Linked DNA regions of Ovis aries: region 1 is linked to region 2. Evidence: chromatin contacts called from public Hi-C data. All regions are on one chromosome and are shown on one strand. The core of a region is the stretch at or near the end of the contact, and the rest is flanking DNA. Distances in the headings are between cores, read along the strand shown.

What was found. A called contact is a pair of places that touch in the nucleus more often than the background predicts.
Region 1: a contact with region 2 is called in a Hi-C map of hypothalamus, with 3 times the contacts expected there. The contact joins the enhancer-like site here to the promoter of FZD9 in region 2. A contact is called at or near these places in 7 of 16 Hi-C or Micro-C datasets (hypothalamus, liver, mixed tissues and 3 more).

The regions. Positions count from the first base shown.
Region 1 is chr24:34,236,249-34,239,526 of ARS-UI_Ramb_v3.0, reverse strand. It overlaps FKBP6 (FKBP prolyl isomerase family member 6 (inactive)), which reads left to right. Exons shown (of 9, transcript XM_042240153.2): 9 at 146-616. Among named protein-coding and RNA genes, the nearest start is that of FKBP6, 23 kb to the left of the region's middle. Within about 2 kb of position 1,471, at least 22 of the 54 cell types and tissues checked have an H3K27ac peak or open chromatin away from gene starts, as enhancers often do. A contact at or near this core is called in hypothalamus and liver, where this site is marked.
Region 2 is chr24:34,194,968-34,197,853 of ARS-UI_Ramb_v3.0, reverse strand. FZD9 (frizzled class receptor 9) reads left to right here and starts at 1,632. Exons shown (of 1, transcript XM_015104208.4): 1 at 1,632-2,886. The coding sequence starts at 1,908.

The DNA of each region.
Region 1 (3,278 bases), core at 222-2,721, 42 kb before region 2:
CAGGACCCACCCCTTAGGGCCCTTGCCCCCTAGGGGCATCTGTCTGTCCCTGGTTCCTGTCTGGACTCAGACCTGGAACTGGCTCTGGCGCCCTCTGGGACAGCTGAGTCCCACTGTGTTTCTAACTGCTGTGTTTGATTCCTAGATTTCGCAGCTAATAACAAGCAAGAGAAGCTGCCTGGAGTTCTCCATCATTATGCGAGGTGGGCAGAGCGCTTTCCGGAAGGATCTCCTCGGGGCAGACTGTGTGCACGACCTGCTTGGAAGAGGGGCTGAGTTTCTGCAGTCCAAGGCCACGGCCCTGTCTTGACTGATGCTGCTGGAGTGTTTTCACAGCTGCTGCTTTCTGTTTCACGTCTTCACGCAGAGGAGGTGAAAGGGCAGCTGCTGACAAGTAGGACAAAGCTATTTTTAAGGCAATTGCTTGTTTTTCCAAATAGAATTAGTCCTTGGCTCTTCCCCAGTCCCAGCCCCCTTCCTGCTGCTCTCGTCCCTGGGTGAATACAAATAGGGATTGCTTTGTGTATTTTGTAGGGCTCTTAGCTTTGAAAAGGGAGAATTATGTTACAGATGTTTTTTTGTTGTAAGTAAATAAAACACTTCCTTGTCTTTGCAAGATCCAGTGTAACTTGTGTTGAGTAGAGGGACAGCTATTCACTGAGACCAGTTGGGCCAGTGAGAGTGCGGGTTGGGTTTGTTCTCTGGAGCCACAGCAGTTCTTTGTGACCTGAGGGTAAATGCGTGTGCTTTTGCATTGGGGTTCCCTTGAAATCTGCTCCCTTCTATGGGGAGCTGTTTCAAGAGAGTTAATTGGAAACCTGGGAGCCAGCCAGTCCTCCTGCACTGTTGTGGACGGTGAGTCTTGCAAAAATGTGTGTGTTGAGGTGTTACAAAGCCAGCCTCCCCGCGGTGTCTTGGACAGTGTGGTGCTGGGTGGTGATAGCTGCCACCTGAGGGTCCGCCCGGGGCCCTCACCTCATTGCTGCTGCTCATTCTTGGTATGAGTCTGGGAGGTGAGCAATGGCCCTGCCCTGACCAGGAAGGAACAAACTGGCCTCGAGGGACTTTGACACTGCCCCAGGGCTCTTCTGAGTCAGGGCCACTTCTCCCCATCATGGGACAGCGGGGCTGGTTTGGACAGGCCTCTGGCTCCCAAAGGGCTTGGCTGTCCCCACCCAGCCCTGGTGCTCAGTCCTCCTCTGTGAGCCTTGCTCTCCCCACCCGACCCTCACCGTCTCATTCAGAGCCATGGCCCGAGCCCAGGGAGGAAGGTCTGGGCCTGGGTCACGCGGTGAGGGCCGAGCTGGAGTGCTCCTAACTGAGAGGGCAGCCTGTCCTGCCACATGCTCAGAGACCTCCCCGCTCCCCACGCCCGCAGGCTGGTTGCTGTCTTCTGAACAGGGTCTGAGGGTTTTTCCGTTAGAGACAAGGCCCGGAGCCCTGGCTGACTTTTGCTGAGCAAACTGGGCGATAGGTGGCGACATAACCCGCTCTATGCTTCCCAGCGAGCCCTGCGGCCCACAGAAACCGCGGCCCACCTGCCTGGGCTGCTGCAGGTGCCCCAGCCTGGGCGGGGTGGTGACCTTTGGGACGGCTCTCTGCCTCTCTCTCGCCCGAGCTGCTTCACCCAGCCCAGCTGTTCAGAGACTGGTCTGTGCTGGGCATTGCCTTAGTTCCTGGGCCCCTGCCTTTCTTTAAGAGGAAAAGATGTCAAGTGTGGTTAGTTCTCAGCCTAGAGGGAGAGGTTCTGCAGGCCGGTGAGTTGTGACAAGGGAGACTAAGGGACCCGCTCCAGCCAGCCAGGAGCGCAGCAGGGGCTGCAGCCCCGAGGGGACCCGCGTGCCCGTCTGAGAAAAGACGTCTTTGCATTTATGTCATGTGGGCAGACAGATGGCCTGGGGCCAGCAGAGTGTGTGTGTGTGTTGGCTGAGAAATCAGACCCTCCTGTAGGCCTTGGGGAGCCCAGCAGGCCCCTCCCCAGGTGACCAGCACCCCAAAGACGCCTGTTCTCTCTGGATCTCAGGAGCCAGGCTGGGCTCTTGGCTGCTGCTCTCTCGACCTCGTTAAGCTCACCTTGATCGCTTTGGTCAACCCAGTCACGATGAATGACCTAATAATGATGAGTAGTCGCACTTAATCCAGAGCATCAGTTAAGCAGAAATGTGTGTGTGTGTGTGTGTGCAGATAGATAATAATGCAATATGATATAGTGTACTAAGCCAAAAATGTTTTTCTTACAAATGTGGTTTTCTTCACAGCCCTTCAGACTAAAAGTGCAGCTGCCTGTGGGGAAGGACCTGAGTCAGATCACGTCCCCCTCAGCCCCCTATACCAGCCCCCTCCCAGCAGCACACCCTCACTGATGCTCAGAAGAGGGAGGAACACCCTTCTAGGGAGAAGAGTCGGACCCAGAAAATCCACCAACCAAAAGGGGAATTGACTTGGGTGGGAATGGGGGGGCTTCAAGGCTGCTCTTTGAGAAATGTCAGGAAACAAGAACAGTACCAGGAGACAGGTTCCAGACAGACGGCCAGTTTGAAAAAGGTGGATTCCAGAGAAAGGTCTCAGGCCCCAGAGAGAGCCCTGCACTTAGTCCTGCTTGGCGACTCAGTGTCTGTGCAGTGACCGAGCTGGGTGCTCTCGGGAAGCCCAAGCAACCGGAATCCAAGTTCCCAGCGCGGGACCTGAGCTGGGTTCTGAGAACCTCCGGAGGAGAGCTGTGAGATGGGTAAGTGGGTGGAGATGCACCAGAGTCATCATCTCCTGGAGGAGGCTTGCCTGACTCCCAGTCCCGCTGCCGGGGCTTGTGCTGGAGGGACTCCCGCGGGACTCCCGAGATCCTTGGCACAAGGATGTGGAAGTCGTGTCCCTCAGGCTGCTCCCCCTACCCCGGGCCTGAGCCAGACCCTCGGGGCTGCTGCCCACCCTCCTCCTGCTCAGCCTTATCCCCTGCCTCCTGAGTGTCCCTGTGTCAACCCCTTGTGCTCCGTGTCTCTGCCCTGCCTGGGTCAGAGGTCATGGCTTCTCTCCTTGCTCACTGGACACCCTTCCCCCGGCCTCCAGTCCTAGTCTCCAGACCTCCTCCACCTGCTCGCCGTGTCCTGCTCCAGCTTAAATGCTTCAGTAGCTCCCAGTATCCTTTGAGATAAAGTTCAAACTCCCTAATTTAGCACAGGAGGCCTGGCCTACCTCCAGCCACTCCCTGCCAGGCACCCTGCCTTCCGGCCAGGCTGCCACCTGCAGTTCCTCAGTGTTCACAGCGACCCACATTGTGCCCC
Region 2 (2,886 bases), core at 383-2,882:
GTGTGCCAGGCTATCCAGCAGGGCCAAGCAGGGCCAGTCGGGCAGGTGCCCTCACGGTGGTGGCGACAGGCAGCCTTATGCAGTGGAAGAGCCTGAATGCCAACCCTGACCCTTGTGAACTGTGTATTCCCAGGCAAATGTCTTGAGTTTTCTGAACCTCAATTTCTCATCTGTAAAATGGGCTCAGAATTCCTTGCGTGGCTGTTGTGAGAGTTTAAAAGTTCACTGTGTAAAACACCTGGCCCGGGGCCCACCTGGCTCACTTTAGGTCTTCGACCAGTTTCCTAGGCCCCCTGCGGTACAGGTCTCTCCCTCAGCCCTTCATCCACTGAGCATCCCTGTGCAGCTGCTAGGGCTGGACCAATGCCAAGAGCTCACGTGGAATCTGAGTCTTCCAGGTACATCTAGGCCAAGCGGGTGAGGGCAGACGGGGTGGGCTGGGGAGGAGGGAGGCAGTTTCTAAGGGAACTCCAGACCACAACAGGGCCCCTTGGGTGGCCTCCTGGATGGCACTTGGGTTTCACCCACAAAGCTACCTGGGAACCGTGGTGGAACCCTGGCTGGGCAGAGGTGGGAGGGCAGAGGGCCTTTGGGGCCCCAGGAAGCCCCCAGCAATCCCAACCTCTCAGAAACACCTTCCCGACCTGAGTGGGGATGAAGGGTGTTATGTGGGCAGCTCAGGGGTCACAGTCTCAGACCCCACTCACTCGCTGTCACCTGTTACCAGCAGGCTGAGCCTAGGACTGCCTTGATGGTTCCATCTGTGCAAAGGGAAGAATAGGCCTCTCTCCTCCCCCTGTTCAGGTGCCGCCATAGAAGCAGGCTGAGCAATAGTCTGGAGGCATCCTGACAGCTGTCAGGTTTAGGTGAGGGGGGTGTGAGCTGAACTGAAACGTTCCATGGGTGTCACTGTACCTGGCTCCCTACTCTGCAGGCGCAGGAGGGAGCAGGGGGCTCGGGGGAGGGGGACGGTGGAAAGGCACAGGCTTCCTGGGCAGAGAGGAGTTTTTAGGGGAGACCCTGTACCAAGGGAGTGCAGAGGAGGGGAGGGGGCAGAGGAGACTGGGTTTTCAGGCGGTCCCGAGGTGTCAAGGGGGCAAGTGGATTGTGAAGAGACAGACCATGAGTTCAAGTGCTCAGTGGGACGGGTAAGCAGCCTGCGCAAGCCACAGGTGGATTCATTTTGACGGGATTATCTGCCTGTTCTACAGAAACGAAAACAGGCTCACAGCGAAGAGCCCAGAGCCACATGCAACTAGCGAAGAGGCGGAGAGGCTGCGCTCGAATTGTCCCAGAGTCCAAGGTCGAGGCGTCCCAGGCGTAGAAGCCTTAGAAATGGTCCCGCCTGGGGAAAAATGTAGGTGACGCGGAACGGGGTGGACAGGGAAATCCTCCGGCTGACTGTCCTGTCCCGGAGAGAAGTTGGGCAGCAACCCCTCAGAAAGGGGAGAACCGACTGTGAGCGGGCAGACAAGGTCACTACTCGTACACCCCTCCCTGCCAGACCGCGCCGGGCTTGGTCCTGCCGTGCAGCGCAGCTGTGAGGCGCGGCGCCTTTAAAGCCCGGCCGGGGGGCGTGTCGGGCGCGCGGAGGCCCCGCCCTTGGGCGTGTCCGCCAGGGGCCCCGCCCCGAGGCTTGTACCCGCGGCCCCGGGAGGCGGCGCCTGCTCCGGCTCCGCGGCCGTTCGAGTAGAGGCGGCGGCGGCGGCGGCAGTGGCTCGGCGCCTCCTTTCCCTCCGGCGGCTTCCCCGCGCGCTGCCCAGGGCGCCCGGCCGCGCAGGGACACACGCGGTCGGCTCCGCTATGGCCCGCACCCCGCGACGTGGCGGGCGGGCACGGGGGCGCCGGACGGCGCGGCCCGAGTGAGGTGGGGCCGCCCTCCCCGCCCTCGGCCGGGACCGCCCGGGATGGCCGTGCCGCCGCTCTGCTGGGCGCTGCTGCTGTGGCAGCTGCTGGCTGCGGGCGGCGCGGCGCTGGAGATCGGCCGCTTCGACCCGGAGCGCGGGCGCGGGCCGGCGCCGTGCCAGGTGGTGGAGATCCCCATGTGCCGCGGCATCGGCTACAACCTGACCCGCATGCCCAACCTGCTGGGCCACACGTCGCAGGGCGAGGCGGCCGCCGAGCTGGCCGAGTTCGCGCCGCTCGTGCAGTACGGCTGTCACAGCCACCTGCGCTTCTTCCTGTGCTCGCTCTACGCGCCCATGTGCACCGACCAGGTCTCGACGCCCATCCCCGCCTGCCGGCCCATGTGCGAGCAGGCGCGCCTGCGCTGCGCGCCCATCATGGAGCAGTTCAACTTCGGCTGGCCGGACTCGCTGGACTGCGCCCGGCTGCCCACGCGCAACGACCCGCACGCGCTCTGCATGGAGGCGCCCGAGAACGCCACGGCTGGCCCTACCGAGCCCCACAAGGGCCTGGGCATGCTGCCCGTGGCGCCGCGGCCCGCGCGGCCCCCCGAGGACGCCCTCCCGGGCGCCGGCGGCACCTGCGAGAACCCGGAGAAGTTCCAGTACGTAGAGAAGAGCCGCTCGTGCGCGCCGCGCTGCGGGCCAGGCGTTGAGGTGTTCTGGTCGCGGCGCGACAAGGACTTCGCGCTCGTCTGGATGGCCGTGTGGTCAGCGCTGTGCTTCTTCTCCACCGCCTTCACCGTGCTCACCTTCCTGCTGGAGCCTCACCGCTTCCAGTACCCGGAGCGCCCCATCATCTTCCTGTCCATGTGCTACAACGTCTACTCGCTGGCCTTCCTCATCCGGGCCGTGGCCGGGGCCCAGAGCGTGGCCTGCGACCAGGAGGCGGGTGCGCTCTACGTGATCCAGGAGGGCCTGGAGAACACGGGCTGCACCCTCGTCTTCCTGCTGCTCTACTACTTCGGCATGGCCAGCTCGC